2 separate regions of the Mus musculus genome follow, and region 1 is linked to region 2. A link is a contact called in public HiChIP or PLAC-seq data. All regions are on one chromosome and are shown on one strand. Each heading gives the region's core, a stretch centred on a gene start, on an enhancer-like site or on the middle of the called end of the contact. The rest is flanking DNA. Distances are from core to core; before and after follow the strand shown. Region 1 has its middle 48 kb from the start of Ccn3. Region 2 holds the start of Mtbp (Mdm2, transformed 3T3 cell double minute p53 binding protein).

What was found. HiChIP or PLAC-seq counts read pairs in DNA pulled down with a chosen protein or histone mark.
Region 1: a FOXA1 HiChIP or PLAC-seq map of pancreatic cancer cells shows a contact between it and region 2. The contact joins the enhancer-like site here to the promoter of Mtbp in region 2. A contact is called at or near these places in 4 of 39 promoter capture datasets (the HPC-7 cell line, embryonic stem cells, hippocampal neurons and 1 more), 2 of 484 Hi-C or Micro-C datasets (the HPC-7 cell line and embryonic stem cells) and 1 of 115 datasets of contacts at active chromatin or transcription factors (pancreatic cancer cells).

The regions. Positions count from the first base shown.
Region 1 is chr15:54,790,177-54,797,163 of GRCm38.p6, reverse strand. No RefSeq gene overlaps it. Among named protein-coding and RNA genes, the nearest start is that of Ccn3, 48 kb to the right of the region's middle. Within about 2 kb of position 5,678, at least 17 of the 459 cell types and tissues checked have an H3K27ac peak or open chromatin away from gene starts, as enhancers often do. A contact at or near this core is called in pancreatic cancer cells, where this site is marked.
Region 2 is chr15:55,551,648-55,559,360 of GRCm38.p6, reverse strand. It overlaps Mtbp (Mdm2, transformed 3T3 cell double minute p53 binding protein), which reads right to left and starts at 1,953. Exons shown (of 22, transcript NM_134092.3): 1 at 1,624-1,953; 2 at 780-860. The coding sequence starts at 1,741. It overlaps Mrpl13 (mitochondrial ribosomal protein L13), which reads left to right and starts at 2,049. Exons shown (of 7, transcript NM_026759.3): 1 at 2,049-2,103; 2 at 3,918-4,041. The coding sequence starts at 2,077.

The DNA of each region.
Region 1 (6,987 bases), core at 4,429-6,928, 770 kb after region 2:
AAATAGAAGATCTGTGTGGGTGTGCAGAGGCTACTAATGATACTAATAATAAGAGGGAGAGGAAAGAAAGGGCAGAAGGTATGAGAGAGAATAGACTTTGTATTTCACATTTTGTACAGGAACTTAAAATGAATTAAAATTAAATATTTTTTTAAAAAGTCAATTGAATTTATTCATCCTGTAGATCGACATTGAAATTGATAGTCTTTTAGAAGCAAATATCTGCAGACTGACACAGGTATACGTAGTTCATTGATCTTTCCTTCACCCCCCCCCCCCCCGCCCCAGTTTCTTATAAAGCATGTTTTGAAGGCTGGTAAACTCAGAGGGAAATAAAGACTTCTGTGATAAAACACTGGGTTTTAAAATCCGTTCCATGTGGTTTGAATATGCTCCAAACATTTAGTAGGAAAAGTGTGCACTTAATCATGACAGTATGACTGGAAAAGTTTTTGGGTTTTTTGTTTTGTTTTGTTTTGTTTCTTTTGTCAGCACAAAACTCTGGAGAGTAGCTGGGGACTGGGAGGCATAATCTTGAATAATTACATGCAAGGTTGTTCTCAACAGATAGCTTCAAAGGAGAGAACAAGCTGACTAAAAGCAGAGTGCAGATGGTGGAGGAAGCGGTCACGGGAGCGTGGCATGTGGGAAAGATTTAGAGTAGTTGTTGTGGACAGTCAATAAGGAATCCCTTATGGAGGGTGTGATGGTTGGCATTAATCATTAACTGGCAAGCATCTAGAATTACCGGTGAGATGGGTCTCAAGGCACACCTGTGAGGGGTTACCTAGATCAAAGTTAGCCTTCCAGAATGTCTGCAAGGGATTATTTTGATTGTGTTAATTGATATGGGATGATTCATTTTAATTGAGGTCAGGACCATTTCCTGGGCAGGGACTTTTGTAATGTATGAAATGGGAAATTGAGCTGAACACAGTAAATACATACATGTATTTATCCCTCTCTGCTTCCTTACAGCAGATGTGGTATGATCAGCTTCTTCAAGCTCTGCTGCCTTGACTTCTCCACTGTGTTGGCTGTTCCTTGAACTAAGATGAACACATTCTCTCTTAACTTGCCTTTGTCTGAGTGTTTTATCACAGTAATGGGAGGGAGATAAGAGTTATACAAAGATTGTCAGCATTCAGGCAACACACACACACACACACACACACACACACACATTGGAGTCTGGTGGTAGGCTATATGTATATGGAGTCTGATGGTAGGCACTTCAGTAGGGACAGTTTTATCAATCTGTCAGGTATGTGTTCAAAAGTTCCAAGTATCTTCCATATCACAAATATTCAGTGATGAATAGGACCTTTAATGGATATTTTCACATTCAGGGAAGCCTGGCTGTTCTATGAATGAAACCTAATTCTTTGACTTAGTGTAAAGACTTAGTTTGTGTTGCTATAACAAAATAACTTAGCCTGGATAAACTATAAAGAACAAAAATTATTTTTTCAGAGTTTGGAGGCTAGGGAATCAAAATTAAAAGAAGTTGTAGATTCATAGTGGAAGAGCTGCATTCTACCTATAGGGTGGCAACTCTTGCTCTATCCTCATGTGGTGAAAGCAAGAAAGAAGACAAACGCTGTGATCTAATATGCCAGACAAGTAGAAGAGAGTGACCGTATCCTTCATATCCTTCAATCAAAGCCCCGTTTCTGAATCTCTGAGCTTTTGGCCTTTTGGATTTAATTTTCTTCAAAAAATCCACCCCTGAGTGTTATCACACCACCACCAGTAAGCATCAGCTTGTGAACTTTGGGGGACATAGTCAGACTGTAGACCTCAGCATTCATTTTGTGGAATGTAGTCGACTTCTGTTTATGGGTAACTATTAGCCTGCTGTATGCAGAATCACATTTTATTTATACATTTATTCATCAGTAGATGTTTAGGTTGTCTCCACTCATATGAAGTACATACAATTAGATACTTGTTGAAACAGAAAATAGAACGATGAGTGCCAGAGACTGAAGGGAGGAGGCGAGAGGAATTGCTAACTGCAGCAATGCATGGTGAAAACGCTCCAGAGGGGTGCCACACAAAATTGCGATGCTAGCTAACAACATTACACTGCACATTTATACATTTTAAACGAGAGATTAGATGTTACATGTTTTTAACCACAGTTTTAAAAATATTGTAATCTGGAGCCACTTCCTTGTTAGCCTTTGCAAGAAAGACAAGTAAACCTTGAAGAAATAGGGGTTCTCGGACTGCAAGGGAGTAGTGAGGTTAGGAGACGAGCAAAGTCAGGAGAAATTAAACTATGAGGAAAACAGGAAGAGATTGAGAGCCAAGGGTTATACTGAGCAGAAAATAGAGAGCTGCAAAGATGAGAACTTAGGGACACAGTCATTTCCCAGACTGCACATAATTAAAGTTTAGACAGTCCTTGTGTTTGGCACATGTAGTGGTTCAGGAACTTTCACTTCTCCAAGTGAGAGAGAATGCTGTATGTGTCCAGCAATTTCATCCCTTCCCTACCTCAGAATTTCTGTTCTTGTCAGTAGGTTGATAAATTTTGTTACTTTTATGTAAAAGTATAGCTAGAAAAAGTTGTTAGATGTAACTAGAAAAATGGGAAAAAATGGAAGTGTGTGGAAGAATTAAATAGCATCATTTTAGTCTCTCCTCTGTGAAGAATGTGGACGAGGGATAATAAAAAGTTAAACAAAAGAAAAAGATAGAGGAACCATGCCCCTACTCTATATATTAAAGAGCTGTAAAGAGGTGACAGAGGTATAAGAACATATGGAGAGAGAGAGAGAGAGAGAGAGAGAGAGAGAGAGAGAGAGAGAGAGAGAGTTAATTCTTGGTAGAGCTGTGGGATAAGAATAAAAGTGATTTGAAAAGTTTTGGACACACGATGCACAGAGGTTAGAGGTTTAAATGAGGATGTAGTTCATCAGCTAGGGGAGAAGAGGGCAGTGGGTTAACGAAGACAAGGGTTGTAAAAAAAAAGCTTCATGTAAACCCATTCTTTTATAAGATATTTGAAAACTATAATTGAAAAAAATAAAGGAGTTTGAAAACTGTTTGAGAAGACCCTACTGCTGAAGACACTTTGGTTGCAAGACATAGAAAGCTCAGTTTGGAATGAGTTAAAAATATTCTGCACGGTAGCTTTCATAGTGCCAGAAGTTGCTGTGTGGGACATTGATGGAGAAAATAAATCAATGGTCTTACCTAGCATGAATCCTTTATGCTACAAATCCAATCTACCAGATAATACAATAATGGCATAGCTGTTAGGCAGATAACCTACCACTTTCCAATTGGAGGAAACTCATGCCTCATAGTCTAAACTTGGTTTAAAAAGCATAGCTAGAGAGGGTGGTGTTTTAGGTCTTAAATAGGAGCCTACTACTGCTGTTTCGCTAAATAGTCATCTTGTGAAACTACCTTCTGAACATTTATTTTTATATACATGGATTTATTTTTAACCCTAGGTGGAGAAGCTTCTCTTTGTAGTTGTTAATGAAGAGTTCCGTAGGTGGTTAAGATGGTAAGAAGAAGGAACTGCAGAACGCTCAGCCCTGAGGGAGCATCCCATATCAACTCTTACGGGGCTCAGGACACATTGTGGAAGAGGGGACAGAAAGAGTGTGAAAGCGGGAGGGTGGGGAAGAATGCTGTGTAATGGATAGACGTAAGGGGGCAAAGGAATCACTTGTGATTTTTGACAGTACAGGGCTTGGTGTAACTATAAGCCTTTAAATTTTTTGATCTTTTTGACATTGAAAAGTTTTAAGGCCTAGATAAAATATTAAAGCCTGGATGGGATGTTAAGTTAGACAGAACGTTCATGCTGAGGAAAAACGTTCATGTTGAGGTAACAGTTATTTGATTAGCCTGCCATTCTAAGGAAAATTTCTCACATGTTTCTGCTTACTAGGAAACTTTCTAATACCAATATTGATTACATAGTCTGTTATGTTCTGTGCCCCTGGAAACCAACCACAATAGAAGTCAGTAGAACTGTTTTGTATAGTTATCTACAGTAAGCTTGGACCTATCTGAACGGACTATCCAACATACACTGAATCTGTGTATAAGCTTTTAAGGTATAAGGGATAGACCCCAACATAAGAGACACCTGTACTAAGATAAGAAACCATTTGGAATAAGACTTCTATTTTGAGTAGCGGTTCAGTAAAGTTTAAGTTCCCAAGACCTCCCTGGAAACTGACATTCTGGTTGGTAAGTCAAGACATGAATGTTAGACAAGTCCCATCCTTGAAGACAAGTTAGGGCATGCATATAGACAAGGCCTTCTACCACAGTAGTTTGTGTGTTTTGTGAGATAATCCCTGGACCCCAACTAAAAGCATCATATAGGCTAAGCAGTCGCAGTCCAGACTCTTGCTTGTTTAGTGTATAACCATCAGTGAATTGCTCTTGGTCATCTGTGATTCCCACCCTGTGAAGGTAGACTTATGGGGATGACATCACCCTGCAGAGGTCATGAGGAAGAGTTGTATGATTTTGATAACGTGTACAAAAAAGATGTTATGTACTAAAAACATTTTACTAATGTTATTTTTAATCATAATGAAATACTTTTTTATGTTTGTAACTTGTTCTCATGTCTATTCCTATAGTCAATATTTTCCCAAACCAATTCATCATGATTCACTTCTGATGCAGTTAAGTGACTTGATTTAGGTCAGCCAGGAAGTTGAGTACCAAGTTAGGAGCACCAAAATATGAACACAGTTCTCTGTGATTTCAAGGCTCACAGCATTAATGGAGTACTGTCTAGAAGTGGAAATGACCATGTTTTAGCTGTCTAAAATTCCTATCTCTGAACTATAGTAACAATGAATAAAAACTGATTCTGTAGGATAATTCTAAAATCATGGATGTTCTCAACCAGGGATAGGTGTGTGTGCATGTGTGTGTGTGTGTTTGTGAGTGTATGTGTGTGAATGCATGAGTGCTGGAGTGCTGTGTAGTATTAGGGATAAGGTGTGTTTGATGTGATATAGTGACGATATTGTATCTGTGTGTGCTAGATATGGTAAAATAAATGTTAAAAGATGAGTTATGCCTGGACAAGCTGGATAGGAAGGATGAAGATTAGAAGATAAGAAGAATCTTCTTTATCTGGGAAGGAAGGCCTCGGCGATGTCGTTCTAGATGTAGGGAGTTTCTTCCACTTTGCCAGAAAAGGGAGAGTCTGGCTGGATAATGCTAGGGCTGGTGTGATCAGCCAAGTGCATAGCAGGAGTCTATAGTTGGTGAGGTAGAAGGCTATTAGATCAACATTTGTTCTTTAGAAATGTTCATTTGTTATTCTTAGGAGTGCTTTTTACTTCTTCTCCAGAAAACCACAGCTCTGAGTATTACTCTTGAATAATGCCTAACACTCATTTGGCAATGAGTTAGACAGACTGCTGTTACAGATTCAATAAAAAACAGCTTTTTAAAAAACCCTCACACAGCTGCTTGAGGAAACTGATCTCTTTACATGTGGTCTCATCTCCAAAGAAAAAGGAATTAAAAAAAAAAAAAAAGAGTCATCTCCCCAGAGTGGGGAAAAGTAGACATATTTTATTTTGGGTCAAGATTTCATTGACCAAACACCCAATGTTACCAAAGCAGAAGCCCGGTCACAGTAGCTGGAATTCAATAGCTGGCTAATTTTCTTTTCCACAGTTCCCTCAGTGTCTCCAGCTCCACCCTTTCCTACTTGGCCTGTGTTTACAGAGCCTTAGGCACAGTCATGCTGGTTGATTTCATGTAATCATGGTTAAAGGGATCAGCAGCCTGTGTCTAGTTGCCTGGTCAGTCGCTGTTGACTGCTGAGCACTCTGACAGGATCATCTGTGGCCAGGGAGAGAGAATGACATGAAACTAGGCATAAGACCATAAGATGCCATTCAATGTTTGAAGAGAGCGAATGGTCTACGAGCTAGATTACAAAGTCTAGTGCATGAGTACAGGCAGTGAGGTTATATAGGGACTGTGTTTTGAGGAGCAATTCGTCTTTGTAAAGAGAAGCATCCATGGGTTGACTTCAGAAAAATCGGTGCAGTTCAGGAGGATGAAGCTTGGGCCTCTGTCCCAGAAGTAATAGAAATCTAGATGATCTTTTGTTGTTTTGTTTGTTGTTGTTATTAAAGAAAATCTCCAGAGTTGTTATGTTGGCAACTAATTTAAGGTATGTATTTTAATTGTGTTTCTGTAAATAAAAGACATATGTACATTGCATTGCACACATCGTATAGGAAACCACTTTGTAACTTCCAAGGGCAGAGAGATGAGAAGAACAGCAGATACAAAGCAGTTCGGTGAGTGTTTTGATAGGAGAGGCCTAGGTGTCCTTTAAGACTAGTGGCAAGGCCAGAATACGCTGACTAAACAAAGTGGCCTCCAACTTGACCAGAGCTGGATGGGTGAAAGGCAGTACAGTGAGGCAAACCCCAAAGGCTGAGACTGGGGAACCATGGTTCACAGGGTGTCTTAGTCAGTGTTTTAACTGTGACAAAACACCATGACCAAAAAGCAAGTTGGGGAGGAAAGGGTTTATTTGCCTTACACTTCCAGATCATAGTTCATCACTGGAGGAAGTCAGGACAGGAACTCACTCAGGGCTGGAATCTGGAGGCAGGAGCTGATGCGGTGGTCGTGGAGGGGTGCTGCTTACTGGCTTGCTTCCCGTGGCTTGCTCAGCTGCCATTTTCTAAAACCCAGGACTACCAGCCCAGGAATGGCACCACCCTCAATGGTGCCCCATTGATCACTAATTGAGAAAATGCCTTCCAGTTGGACCCAACTGTGGTTCCTTTCTCTGTGATGACTCTAGCTCGTGTCAAGCACACACACACACACACACACACACACACACACACAGAGGCACATACACACACACAAAGGGCTGCTATTTACAATTAGGCAAATGGAGTCTATGGCAAGTTGATTTCTGCCTTTTGTAATCAAAGAATATTGAGATATTAGTATTTTTCT
Region 2 (7,713 bases), core at 704-3,203:
CTGCAGCTCTCAAAAGGAGGCTATTTTTTCCTGCCAACTATAGACACTTCCTTCAGCTTGTAGGATCTGATCTGTCTCCATATTCATATTTTCTGGGCCTTAAAGGATATTATCAGATGGAGAAGTAAAAGAGAAGAAAATTATCAAATACATTTACAAATAGATATATTTGTAAAGTACCAATAGAACTAAAAGTAGGGAAGATTTCTTGCCCCCCCCCCAAAAAAAAAAGTAGTGAGAACTTCAGAAAGTCAAAGCAGATGACTCAAAGCTGTTTTTGCTTTAAGAGAATCAGTAAAATAGACAGGAAAACAACACCCACATGTGGTAAAGAAGGCAGAGTGGGAGCTGTAACGGGTTGTCTTTACTCAAGACAAGAACCCTTCCACAAGCAGGGCAGTGGTGGCACATGCCTTTAATCCCAGCACTTGGGAAGACAGAAGCAGGCAGATCTCTGTGAGTTCAAGGCCAGGCCGGTCTACAGATAAAGAGTTCCAGGAGAGCAAGGGTTATATGGAAGCAAAACTCTCACAATGGGAACCCAGAATAACTTTTATAAAAACTTACAACATTCAAATATCAGGAAGGAATAGTAATGTAGTTGAGGTTTTCTTTAAGATACCCCCATAGCCCTGTGCCTCTCAAGTCAACAAGTCTTTCTTGTACTCCTAGGTTATCAAACTGACTGATTTCCAAAAAAATGCTGTGTCAGACTTTGGGGGTGGGGGGTGGTGGTGGATAGGAGAGGAATTTCATTACCATTACACTTCTGTACTTACCAGGGAATGTACTGTCATCTGGATGGATTGAATCGCTGATGCTTCTCTTCAAGAGGTGATAAATATTGGTTGCGGTCAAATCTATAAAAATAAAGACCTGACTCAGTCATCTAACTCAAGAGTTAACATAATCTAGGGCCTGTTTCCATTTCACTATCAGAGGATCTGAAGGCCAGTAAGTTGTAGACAGAATACATGTTGACCAAGTCTATTCAAGTGCTGACACCGCAGAGAAAACAGCCAAGTCTCCTCATTTGTATATGCTAATCAGTAACAAGAAATCAAAACTTCCTTCCAAAAGAAGTATATACGAACTATATACATTTCTTCCTAAAAATGTCTGCTTAATCAAAACAAGGAAAACGTAATATTGAGATTAGTCAAGTACGCCAAAAAAGCAATGCAGCTAAAATCTTTTAAAGCTGGTCATTTCTCTTTTTTTAGTGTGGAATGTTTCCTTCATAGAATGTAAAACTCAGATCTGCAGAACCTATCATTTCTTTCTGTGCTTTCTTCAAGGTGGTAGGAACGCCAAGGGACACTTCTTTCTGCAAGCATACCTTCCCTAAAAGCAAAAATTCGATGACTATGCCACCAGAAGATTCAACCAGGCAAATATTCAGTTCACCAAGCACTTGGGACACTGGCATCTAATACCCACAACTTTATATCTTTTCCATTGACATACTACTGCTCAGTTCTTATAGAAACTACTTCAGAGAGTTAGTTGCACGTTCCCGGGACCATTCGACCTATGCGCCTCCCTCCGGGATTTCATCAGAAACTCAAATCCTTCGCTTCCCCGCCGCCGGTCGTTCCCGCCTCTTCTCCGCCCAGAGCTTACCGGGCTGTTTGTCGGTGCTCTCCAGGGATGTCGCCTCAGTGCCAGGCTCGATCTCCCCACCCGCCACGGATCGAAACTTCCCTTCCCTCCAGGTGACCAGCAGCAAGTACCGATCCATCCTCTTCGCGCCCGGACTCAGTGTTAGGTCTCAAAAGAGCCGCGCGCAACGTGCACTTCCGGTTTCCTGCCGCTCAGGTTGGCTGCAAAATAATGTCCTACGTCGGTTTTCCCGCCAATTATTGTGGGAAATTATTCTCTCAGGAGCCACACTCTCTGCTCCTCTCATAACGAAACCGCTACCGGCGGGGACCCGAGTGTGGCGGGGAAGCAGATGAGCGCACGCGACGGCAGTAGGAACCTTCATGCTCGGGTGTCTGTGTTTCCCGCCGGACCCGTGGTGCTGGTTCCCCGGCGGGGCGGGTGCAAAGTAAAGGACGCCGCGGGTCGGAGAGCATGTCCAGCTTCTCTAGGGCGCCCCAGGTGAGTTTGCGCGTTTCGGGCAGGATAGTGTGCTCAGTACGCTGGCGAAAATGAAGAGCAGTGTTCACAGGGATTTAGTGCAGAAGCTGAGCTTTCAGGGAAGCTGACACCCGTACCCAAGAAATGCTTTAGGAGTCACTTACCAGAGGGTTGTGAGTCTGCCTACCACTTGATATCTTTGTTTTGGCTCCTTTCTCTCCTCAGTCTGCCCCTTTCGTGTCTTTTGTTCCTTGCGGAAAGAGAGCTAAAGTGAAATAATAGGTTGAATGACGTGGGGCAGTAAAAACCACTAAAAGATGTTTATTTTTGTTTAGTACAGTAGGGGAGGGGGAAGGGAAGGTGTGGAGCTGTAGCTGATGTAGCGTAGCATGCCTGGGTTCCATCCCCAACACCGCATAAACCTGGAATTATGGTGCACGCATGTTATCCTAGCACTTGGGAGGTGGAGGGAGAAAGATCCGAAGTTCAAGGCCAGCCTTCTCCGATACTTAGTGAGCTTGAAGTCAAGCCTGCGCTGCTTAAGACTGTTTATAAAGAATGAAGACCTGTTGTAGAGTTTTGACCTAGAAGTCTTAGGCATCAGAAGGATCAAGCAAGCACTCAAGCCGCCAGGTGGAAGATAAACTGTTCACAGATGGGAGATCTTTGAAGGGCTAAAGGGAGAATTCAGTTAGAATTCTATTTTAGTGTACCACACAAAATACTCATTTTACAAGTCAGGCTGAAACATTGGAGTTCTAAGAAGTCCACAATATATATTAAAGATTTGAATGTGGGTGTAAAGAGAAACAAGAATAACTTTTAAGAATTCTGGTTTGGGCAACCGGAAGGCTGACTCATAGGGAATACTGAAACTGAAGCAGATTCTAGATAGAAGAGAAAGAATTAGTTTCTGATATGTTAATCCAAGACAACTCCTAGCCTAACACTACTTGAAGTACATTTCCTTTAAATGTAGTTGTTACCTGTCTATAATCAGGTAAATAACAGATGTGAATATTTAAAACTTTGACAGCAAGTTGACATGTGGCAGTATTTCTATTATTTATCAAGCTTTTTTAAAGTATTAGTTCACATGGAATGTGGTAAACTTGTCTTTTGCGTATGCATAGGCTAGTTTAAAATTTAGGATAACTAATATGAAACCACAAGCTTATAAGTGTATTTTTCTAGCATATAATCCTTGTGTATATGCATATGAAAGTACCTGGACAAGATCTTTCTGGAATAGAGATAATTTCCTTAGTTTGGAGGCATTGAAGACAGTGATTTTATCAGATGACCTAAAGATGTCTTGGAAGACAGGCCTGTAATACCAGCTATTCTAGAGAATGAAGTGGGGATAGTTGTAATTTCAAGCCTTTGGCGGGTACAGGGTGAACTCGAGGCTAAGCTGAGTAACTTGGTGAGACTCTTGTCTCAAAAGCATGAAAGGGGTTAGTGATGGGTCTCAGTGGTAGAGTGCTTGCCTGGTTTCTCAGTTCTCACACACACATAGACATACTGAATCTAAGCTATACTGCTCTGATTGCATAGTTGTGTTTAGCTCTCCTAGAACTGAGTTCTTGAATAATCTTCAGTTGGCAGTTGGCCACTCAGCTTTCTGTGTAACATGCCTTACTATCTTAATGCCATAACAAGAAAAGACCTCAGAACTGGTAATGGAAACAAATTACACACCCACACAAACTAGTGATAGTCTGTTTTTCAAAGTAATTGCTGGCATTAGTTATAGAATACCCATAATAGTGTATAGTAATGGTTTTAATTGTTTCCATTTTAACTAGAATTTTCTTATTCTCTTTATTTCCTAGCAATGGGCCACTTTTGCTCGAATGTGGTATCTCTTAGATGGCAAAATGCAGCCCCCTGGCAAACTTGCGGTTATAGCATCCAACAAACTGCAAGGATTAAATAAACCAGTGTACCATCAGCTGAGTAAGTACTGCCTTAGATCCGTCATGGGCAGCCGTGCTTTACAACTCCAGAATAGGAACTTCATGAGGTTTCACGGGACTGTGTTCAAGGGCTCCTTTCTGCGTGTATATAAAGATTCTCTATTCTATTCCTTCTGGAAGACCTCATCAGGTGCTAAACTGAATTTGATGGTGTGTGTGTGTTTTAAACAGTCCCATTTGATACTATTACTAAACAAAAACCCACCAGTAACCTTACTTGCACTCCAGTGCTGTCCTGATTTCCACTGTAAATTGAGTTTCCCTTCTTCCACTAGTCTCTTCTCATGACGACATGCCTTTGAGTGGAGAGGTTTTAATAGATGTTGCCTATTTTCTAAAATTTTTCCCCTGGGAAGGTAGAGCCAGCTTGATGTGATAAGTTGCCTTTCACTCTTGAATTGAAGATTTGTTTCTGTATGCTGTTTATAAAATAAACTTTTCATTCTAGAAGAGTTTTGCTTGTAGGCATTTCGACATGACCTTTTACTGAGGCATTTTCCTGTCATATCCAAATTTTCCTCACACTGAAATGTGGACACATCCTAGTGTGCAGTCTTTGGACCTCTTCTCATTCATTAAGTTGCTGATTTCTGCCTCAGATCTCTAAAACCTATGTGTATGATAATACTTCCATATGCCCGTCTCTGTTTTTGACCTGTATGCTGAACTCTGAACCTACTGTCTGCTCAGCATGTCCTCTTGGATATCCATTAGTCATCAGCCCAGTTAGAGACATTATACTCCTGGTTTTCCCTACCCAAACCAACTGGCCTTCTCAATTTTCCCCATCTTAATTCATAGTGTCTGTGTCCTTTCTGATGGTGTGGTTTGAAGTCTTCTCTACTTCTGTGTCCTGTGACTCTTCTTCTGTGTCCCTACACCCTGCCTAAACAGCATGCTGAATCTATAAACTAAAGAGCAGCGTTCCTGCGATCCGGCACCATCTCGCCACCCCTTCCTTCTGTACTTTTTTGGACTGCTGTTCTGTACACTATTTTGTTCATACATAGTTTCTGCACAGAAAACTTTAAGAAAAAAAAGGCTTAGTTATCGTTTTCCAAACAAAAGAATAAAACACAAAGTGGGCATGTCCCCTGCAGGACTCATTAATGGGGCTCCTGCACCTCCTAACATTATTCTCGCCTGCCCCTGAGCAATCCTCTGTGGCCTGCTGTTGTCTCCTTAATTGGCCTGAGAAGCACAGTTTTGCTTGGGTAGCTTTCACGCACCCTTCTCTGTCTGCATGTTCTTCCCCAGTCCTCGTTGGTTCTTTCCTTTGTGCCTTTTGTATTTCTGGCCAGTTATTTCTGTCCTGAAAAGGGCCTTTCTGGAGCCCTCTCTCCAGTTGCCCATTCATCCTTTACATTGCCATTTTTTTCTGAAACAGCATTTTAGGTATCACTTGGCATGAACCCACGTACTGTCTACTTTTCTTTGCTAAACTTTAAAAAAACAGGAATTCTAAGTACCTATGATAGTGTTCCACACACAGTTTAAATCTAAGAAATGTTTGCATTTATGAATACTAATTAAGTAGATGAAAAGAGGAAAGAAAAAAAAAAACCTTTCCAGCTAGTGCCTTGGCATTTGAGCTGCTAGAGTTTGAGTTTGAGATCTATGGAGCTATAGCAAGAAAAAACGTGTTTCGGATGATTGGATTTAGTTAAGAGCATGGCTTTATCGTTTTTCTCATTTGTTAATCCTGTTGCTCTTTCTTCTGTAATAAACTTTCAGTGGAGTATGAGCATAATCCATACTCTGAAGTCTGTGTGTAGAATATGAATGTAAGGATTCTGCCATGCTCGAGCACCCCCTGCAGTGTGTGGTCCAGGCCAATCACTCATTAGGAGTATCATGTACAGGACAGTTTTAAAGAGATGCTTCACAGATACAGGCACCTCTTGGTCTTCCTGGGAGATTGGTTCTATAGTCACTGTGACAACTGGATTACTAAATATTGCACAGCACGTCAAGAAGAAATGCATGTCACAACATTTCTATCCACTCAATATCTAACCTTGTTTTTGTGGGTTTCTGTAAGGATCTTAATACACGCGCATGCACGCACACACACACACACACACACACACACACACACACACACACACGCATGCATATTAATTCTTTAGCACTGAGCTCTTAACCCACAACATTATAACTCACTTGTGAAACTTACTTAATACACATTTATCTCTCCAAGCACATCACAACCTTCCTGTACTTGAGAATTACACAGCATTCTAGTACCAAAGTTGAGGGGCTCTTTAAAGACTGAAGGCACTTAAAAAAACAAAACAAAACAAGCACAGAGGCTACGACAGAAAATAACCTCCTTGGTGGCATTGCTTGCATTTGAGAGAGAACAAACAGCACATTGCTTTCTGTAGCCACCGCTGGCAATATGTGTATCTAACAGCTAAGGGAATTCACAAATATGAGCAATGAAATCAACTGAATTTTGAAAGAAAGAAGCAGCAGCATTTGTAATAAATGTAATAAACTTTTAAAAAAAAGTTGGCAGACCAAAAACATATACTTTCATAGAATTGCAAATTTATACAATTTTTTTATGACTTGAGGTATTTAACCTGCTTCAGAGGTAGGTAAAAATGCTGAGAGAAGAGTTTAGTGATATTCTCATTGCCCTTCAGCTCCCTCAAAGCAGAGCTGGGACTGGAATTTGGGGTCCTGCTTCCTTGCATAGGAAATTCTTATTGCTCCTGTGTGTGGTTGCTTCCTGTTCATGTATTTCCTCCTTAGGAAGGGAGGCAGTAAATAGTAGACAGCTTCACTGGTTGGTCCACGGAGAAACAGCAGTGTTAGGAAACTGGAGGTAAATGGAAACAAGCACCTAATTTCTGTCCCCAAGGTTAGCACTTAACAGCCTGCTCAGTAACTATTCTGTATGTGTCCTTTAGATGCTACCAGTACACATTCTGTTGGAGCACAAGAGCAGCTGCTGTGACTGCCTGGAGGTCATCCTTTCTTAAGAATAGAAAATAGCTTTCCTATGACGTTGGAAACTGACTTCTTCTTTTTGCTTGTTTGGGGGTTTTTTTGGTTGGTTGGTTGGTTGGTTGGGTTTTTTTGTTTTGTTTTGTTCAAGACAGAGTTTCTCTGTATAGCCCTGGCTGTCCTGGAACTCACTTTGTAGACCAGGATGGCCTCAAACTCAGAAATCTGCCTGCCTCTGCCTCCCAACTGCTGGGATTAAAGGTGTGCACCGCCAATGCCTGGAGGACATTTCCTTTATTTACTTTTTTTTTTTTTTTAAGATTTATTTATTGGTTATATGTAAGTACACTGTAGCTGTCTTCAGACACTCCAGAAGAGGGAGTCAGATCTTGTTACGGATGGTTGTGAGCCACCATGTGGTTGCTGGGATTTGAACTCCAGACCTTTGGAAGAGCAGTCGGGTGCTCTTACCCACTGAGCCATCTCACCAGCCCCCCCTTTATTTACTTTTATGTTTCAAATGTTATCCCCTTTCCCGGTGTCCCTCCCTCCCGGAAACACACTATCACATCCTCCCTCCCCCTGCTTCTAAGAGGGTGTTCTCTGCCCACCCACCCACCCACTCCCACCTCCCTGCTCTTGATTCCCCTACACTGGGGCATCTATCAAGCCTTTGTAGGACCAAGGACCTCTCCTC